Linked DNA regions of Zea mays: region 2 is linked to region 1. Evidence: chromatin contacts called from public Hi-C data. All regions are on one chromosome and are shown on one strand. The core of a region is the stretch at or near the end of the contact, and the rest is flanking DNA. Distances in the headings are between cores, read along the strand shown. Region 1 holds the start of LOC100276227 (Protein LNK1). Region 2 holds the start of LOC100383440.

What was found. A called contact is a pair of places that touch in the nucleus more often than the background predicts.
Region 2: a contact with region 1 is called in a Hi-C map of bundle sheath, with 1.8 times the contacts expected there. The contact joins the promoter of LOC100383440 here to the promoter of LOC100276227 in region 1. A contact is called at or near these places in 3 of 25 Hi-C or Micro-C datasets (bundle sheath, ear and tassel).

Annotation. Positions count from the first base shown.
Region 1 is chr1:67,505,908-67,509,570 of Zm-B73-REFERENCE-NAM-5.0, reverse strand. It overlaps LOC100276227 (Protein LNK1), which reads right to left and starts at 1,676. Exons shown (of 11, transcript NM_001363291.1): 1 at 1,499-1,676; 2 at 1,115-1,144; 3 at 731-844. The coding sequence starts at 754.
Region 2 is chr1:67,930,420-67,934,082 of Zm-B73-REFERENCE-NAM-5.0, reverse strand. LOC100383440 reads right to left here and starts at 2,040. Exons shown (of 16, transcript NM_001176090.1): 1 at 1,853-2,040; 2 at 507-614; 3 at 293-348; 4 at 42-184. The coding sequence starts at 1,983. LOC100274492 reads right to left here. Exons shown (of 4, transcript NM_001353618.1): 3 at 3,612-3,663; 4 at 2,997-3,524. The coding sequence ends at 3,228.

The DNA.
Region 1 (3,663 bases), core at 427-2,926:
AGAGTTCAGCATTATTTGATCAATCCTACAGTTGTAGCGTGTCGAATGTTGAAATTTTAAACACAGGTCAACTTACTTCACCAAAACAGGCACTAGGCACTTTCACGTATGAGGGGCTAGCCACTAAATCCCCACTCATCTATCCAGAGCAAAAACAACTGTGGATCTATTATGGGTGGCAAGCGCACTTCAATGAAATAAACGCCGAACCTGATTACATAATTGATGCTGAGTATCAATAAATAAAACTAAGCCACTCGCGCTAACTAGGCATGGAACGAATTTGAAGCATAACTTAGTTAGCTTGAAATGCGAGGATATAGAAATATTACTCATTCTTACATCAGTTGATAGAAATGAGAATGAACATGCATATTGTACCAAGAATCTTATATACACACAGGCTCAAACCATGGTGGGCCAATTTACTAATCTGTACACTTGCTGACTTGCACAGCTTTTATGGATTTGGAAGAAAAAAAAATCCTCGCGCACACTGACCTACTGTTTTCCCCGATTTTTCACTTATTGAGTCCACTAAATCTAAGAACACTGGTATTTCTAAATTGCTTTTTCCCGAAGTTGCAAACAGATACATACCACATCATTGGTTATAATCTCATGTATAAAACGGAGTGGCTGAAAAAAGGAGTGAGATGCTATGTCCATCAAGGATTTCATGAAACTTTTCACCAAAAGAGAGAGGAGGAATTCATGAAACTGAGATTACCTCACGCACCCTCCAATCTGGCATCCCTACCAATTCTATCCGGGTCCGAAACTATACCAGTCCACCGGATTTGATATCATATTCAACTCAGGATCCCCAGTTCTTGACCAACTCCTACAAACCAGAAGTGCAGAAAATGAGATGAATTACCCGGGAAAAAAATGAAAGGAACTGTGAACTAAACAAACAGCCATATTCCGAAACAGGTCGCTACAACAGTACTAATATTCGAAACAAAACTACCGCAGCCACGTTCAGTTGCCTGGCGATACGTTGGGGTTCAGATCAAACAGCGCGCTAAAACATGTGCTGCATACATCTCACCAGAAGGGCCTAGAAGTCTACAAGAAAGTACAAATAAACAGGGGGTGGACATGTTCTCACCTTCCGGAATCGAGAGCTGTGGATCAGAACCTGCAGGAGCAAGGATAAATCATCAGTAGGAAGAAAAGTCAGCAAGCTGTAGAAGCCACTTCACCGAAGATCCACAAATCTTTTTTTTTCTCTCTCCTTTCATGACCAGAGAGAATGAAGAGGAATCACAAGAACACCAAAGGCCAATCAAACACTAGGTAGCGCGCACAGAACCGCCAGAGAAGAAAGGGAAAAAGGAAACGGCTCTAGGACCCAACAGAGGGGGGGAAGAATCCCAGCCCCCACAAAAGACAAGAACAGCACCGGGCCACCTCAAATCCGTCGCCCGAATTCGCGTTCAGGAACGAGCAGAGAAAGAGGGGGAGAAGAACCCAAGAACGGGATGGATCTTACAGCTTCTACTTCGGAAGGGCGCAGGCTTGCTCGCTCAGCTGTCCGCTCCACGGGCCGCTGTCTCTAGATGGTTCTGAGACTATTCTTTTTTTTTCACTCGCTCTAGCAAACAGCAGGAGTATTTTTTTTTTTCGTTTTTTGTTTGGCAGGATGGATGAGAGAGACGACGAGAGGAGAGATGGGGCGAGCGTCTTGAGCTCCGAAATTAGCAGAACGATTTTTTTTTTTTTTGCAGATAAGTGGAAGAAGGGAGAGAGAGAAAAAGGAAAGAAATTGTTTGGCTTTGGCGCGTATGCGCGGCGGGGTTGTTTGCTAAACTAGCGGCTGGGAGCGGGTGTGGTGGGCCCGGGGACGGTGCCGAGGTAGTGGACACGAGGCGCCGGTGCGATCCGATCAGTTGCCGGCGCCCCATTGGCTGGACCAGTCCACATCGGCGGGACCCGCGGGACAGCGGGGCAAGTTGCCGTGCTCCATTCCCAGCCGAAGCAACAGCGACGCCCGACGTAACCTAGCATGCGGGTTTCCCGGACATGCGCTGCGGTTGAATCGCGTCTGGGCTCGTTGGCTGGCTTTGTCATTGTTTGGGCCAAGGCCGCGTGGGAGATCAGAAGCCCACCAGAGCATGTCCCACTCCATCCCATTTATAGTACACTCAACAGTCTTACATGACCATTTTCACGTGTTTTTATTCATATCTATCTATATATCTATATCTATCTATATAAAAAATCGAAGAAATTATAAAATACATGTCACCTAAAAATATTCTCTCTATCTAAGGTCTTCTTACTTAAATATATGTTGAAGTAGATTGATGTAGGATTTAGTTTAAACTTCACACCAATCTATTCCAATGTACATAGATTGAGGTGGATAAACGAGCATCTCAATAAGCCCTAAAGTCTCTATTTATGGATGTGTTTTAGATTTATAAATCTTACGGTGCATCTAAGTTAAAATGGGTTATTTGGATCGATACCTTTACAGTTTTCATTACTATTTATCTATTTAGGACCTGTTTAGAAGCAACCTAGTTTTTAAAAATCCAATTTCTATCTTCTATTTTTTAGAAACTGGTTTATGAGAAAAAAAACTGATAATGTTGTTTAGAACCATCTTAGTTTTTATAAACTTGCTTTATCTAGAGCAGGCTAGCTTCTTGGTTTTTAAGAAACTGGGAATCCAATTTGTATAAATTAGAGCATAAACTAGTATACTAGTACAATGCCCGTGCGTAAGTGCGTTGCGTCGGCACAAAATCTCTACTCCCACCGAACCGAAATCAACAACACATTCTTGAGATGTCCCTCGTTCCCTCCATCGACAAAATAAGTCTGAGAAATTCTATACTCTTGTTTTGTATTGGGTCCGCCCCTGCGCTCGATCACCGGCCACAGCTTCTTGAGACCAGTTTTGATCTAACCTTTGCTCGTTGGTGCTCTGCCTCCTTAGGCCTTGTTCGTTTGTGCCGGATTGATGGGTCGGAACGATTCCTAACCGGATTGCTCTCTAATTTATATAAACTTTGATTAGCTGGAACGATTTCATATGCAATCCGACACAAACGAACAAGGCCTTAGCACTCCACACGAGCTGCGGATTTCTTCCGCCTGGAAGAGCAGCCATTGAGGATGCATCTTATCTGAGCTTATTGTTCCTGTTTTTAATGCCAATTGTAATTCCTCCGAGAATTGAAATTGGTTTAGGCCTAGACATTTAGGTTAACCGAAAATTTTGGATCGGATAATTTATTATTTAAATTCCTTTGACTTTCTTGAACAGACACTAGAGCTATTAGTTAGCTGTTAAAATTAACTAAAGACATCCAAACAGCCTAGATAATAGTTCAACTATTAGCTACTTTTAGCCAATAATCTAACAATTAGCTACTTATTTGTAAGCTAGCTAATTCTACTAGAATTTTTTTTAGTCAACTAACTATTAGCTCTACTGCATTCAAACACCCCCTAAATTCAATCTGCCACCTCATAAATGAATTTAGATTTTGAAAGAATTACTCTTGGTGGTATAAGGTGCATTTTTCCGTGGCTTTGTTTTAAACTTTCAGTATAAAAGACCATGTGCCGGCGTTTCGACCCCGGGGGGTCCCTGGACCGACGAGTAAATTGTCGCCGCGTGTCCCAGCCCAGATGGGTCGGCGCGAG
Region 2 (3,663 bases), core at 791-3,290, 420 kb before region 1:
TCATTAAAAATCTATATTAAACCGAAAGGCTCACAACTCACTGGGCATTTTCCATCATACTGAGAACGAAACTGATCCAATAAAAAGTCATCTTTCCTTTCCACATGTCCATCGTCAAACGAAAAACTATTCAAAGTAGTAAAACATCTATACCATCTCCGGTATAGATACAAAGAATTAAAGCCTGCAGGGAAGTAAGCATAAAAAGGTACACAATGAGAGAAATAATCGGTGTGTCACCTTATTTAGAAAAAAATACAGAAATGGAAAACAAAACGTTCATGTAAATTACCATCGAACTGACGAGGCTTCTGCCAAATCTCCTTATTTTCTGAACATAGACCAAGCCTGGAAATGAAGCAATCAGTGTCTCACTTTCTCAAAATAGTCTACGTTGATCAATAAGGATGGTACCCTAAATACTAAAGTAGTAAGATTTACACGATAAAATGGCTTGGCATAAGTAAAACATTACCAAATGTTGCAGGACTTGAATTTGCACGTACCTACATAGTGCCGTCTTCTTCCAGGAAACTTTGTATTCAAGAGGACCCCCGATTGAAAGACATTTGCTCATCCAGAGAGGTTCTTCATTACAAAGTATGTACATGACACTGAAAGTGATCTAAGAATGAACATAGTTCCAAACCCTAGAAGGATATTATGTATAGATACTAGCAAGACAAATAACTAAGAAAATGTAACATAAGGACCCTGTTTTTCTAATCAGGTAAGAAAGAGATCGCCAGATCGAGAAAGGGATTTTGAACTGTTTAGAACAGGGTCAGCATTAGGAGCATAACTAGAAACATATCAAAGCTGCAAAATTCTCAAACGAAACTTGAAAAAAAAAATATCTAGCGAACCCAGAAGCAATTTTTTTGCGCATCATTGGGAGGAAAGGATAAGGAAAATGTTTTTTCTGATCATTGTTATACTTATTTCTGGGGTGATCTTCCTTGAATCTGTTTACAAAATGGCCATTTTTTTATGAAGTGGTACATAAAGTTAACTATTTCACTTCATGCACGCTACCGGTAGGCTCCAGGTTCCCCCATGATAAAAACTAGTAAGGCCTTGTTCGGTAAACTTGTGCAATCCATAACCGAACAAGGCCTTAGTGGATACCCTGAAATCCCACTATGGATTTAATCTGGGTATGTATTGGGTGAATTCATACCTCACACCTAATCCCATGGTGAGATTAAATCCATCAACTAATCCATGTGTCTCTCAAAGCTAGCTATTCTTTTGATCCATGGATTCTAATGTAAACTTGTGCAATATCTTCATTGATTTGTTCCATACCTAATGAGCTATGGATAGAATCCATGTCTTCCATATTTTAAAAAATTCCCAAACCCTTAGATTATATTCCATGATGGTTTAACCGAATAAAAAAATTTAAGTAGTCTTAGATTATTTTGGGGGCACCGACTATGACATGGATTTAATTCCAATCCATACTAAACCAGAGATGTAAACGAACAAAGCCTAGGTAGTAACGATAGTCATGAATGATGAACCAAACAGCTGATCCCCAGGACTTGTGCATTTTCGCACGTTTTGACATCGATACTGCTGCCTAGCTTGCGCAAGTGCATTCCCATTCCCTTGCCTTTCAGAACTGCAAAATTCTGCTGGCCCACTGACATGTAATGATGTACTCTAATAAATACTAGATAGGCAAGGCACCCACGTCCCAGGACTCGGACGCGGGGACATAATCCGTGATTCCTGGCTACTACTAGTAGTACTAGCTAACAAGGAGGGAGCTAATCGCAAAGATGGTAGTAAAGCCGAAGACGAAGCGAAGGGGAGAGGTGCGGGCGGGCGGGCGGGGGTAGCGCACCTGCTGACGCACGCGAGGCGTCCGATGTCAGCGGGCGAGAGGATGTCGACGACGGCGCAGAGCACCTCGTCAGGGAGCACGGAGAGGGCGCCTAGCGCCGCCTCCCTCCGGTCGTTGCCCGCCGCTTCCATCGCCCCCCGCCCCCCGGTCGGGCTGGTCGGTGGGTTGGGTTGAGGCGTTGAGCAGAGAGAGAGAGACAGAGCCCAAGGCCGGGCGTGGGAATTGATCGGACTTTCTTCAGATCGGTAGGAAATTGCGCGTGGGAAACAAGCAGGGGGACGCGCTGGACCACGCGTCCACGCGGCGCGGGGGGGGGGGGGGGGGGGGGGGGGGGGGGGGGGGGGGGGCTTATTTATAGGGAGCCTGGGGACCGTATTCGGGCTCTGGGCGTGGGTCCCTTTCTGCTTTGGCGCCTGCAAACTCCGGAAGCCAAAAAAAAAACTTCAGTTTATTTATTATACGGAGTACTATGTTGCAAACACACCAGACCAAGCGGCCATTAGTTGACAGCCTCCAAAAATGGTCCAAATAATGCTTCAAAAGAAAAAACGCTACTCCCTCCATTTCAATGTATTCTATGTGTCTAGATTTATAATAATTTATTTGAGTATGGACAAAAAAATGCTAAAATGACTAAGGGTTCCATGACACTAAATTGTAATCTCTCTTTTTATAATCCCTAAATTACCAAAAAAATAGGACTAAAGGGATGGAAGAAAAACTGATTTATTCCCTTTTGATCCTCGTATTTAGTAATAAAATAGACTAAAAGGGAGGGAACCAAGCAGCACTCCCTAATATATTGGAAAGGAGAGATTTATTTTATAGCGCGAGACGAATCAAAATGTATAATAAACGCGAAAATTGCGTGCAGACAGAATCAACCTAGCACTACCGCACATGTGTCTCGACTCTAGACAGAATTGTAGTCGATATTGGAGATCGAATCACATCCTCCTCCATCTGTTCGGTTAGCTCGCCTGCTGGCTTGTCAAGAATGTACGGCAGGCGTGACTTTTTGAGCATCTCACACACCACACACGGAGCAGGAGTATGTAGGGATGGTCATCAACACAGACACGGTAAAACAGGTCTAAAGACGAGTTGAAGGAAACAGTTGACGACAGCAGCAATGGACTTTATTAATTCACAAAGCCAACTCCGTCTATATATGTGGCAGCAATAGTATTATTCAATCTCTTATGAGCTGCAGCTACGTACAAAAAGAAACAAATAGAAGAAGAAGGGAAAAAACGACGTAGAATGCAGTAAATTAAAGCATTACATACTACATAGCAAGGCAAACGACAACGTAAGATTCTCCTACCACACCCCTGCACTGCACCCTGCATGCACACAGCCAGCGTGCAAGACATCAAAAGCCAAAGGGCGGCAAGGGCAAGATGCTGCCGCCGAGCCCAGACGCCACCGACGACCGCCGCATCCTCCGCTTCCTAAGCTTCTCGGCGAGTATGAAGGCGAGCTCCAGGGACTGGGACGCGTTCAGCCTGGGGTCGCATTGCGTGTGGTAGCGGTCTCTCAGGTTGTCGAAGGTGACGTTGCTTGACCCGCCCGTGCATTCGGTCACGTTCTGACCGGTCATCTCAAGGTGGACACCTCCAGGCTGGCTTCCCTCTTGGTCGTGCACATCGAAGAAGGCCCGTACCTCGGCCTGTAAATATATATATGCATGCATGGTGTATCACATTCATATTGGTTTGAGGAGTACGACGTCGACAGAAGAAGAAAGAAGAAGAACCAGAATGGAGTCAAATGGCCGAGTCTTTCGTCCGCAAGGAGTCTTGATGGTG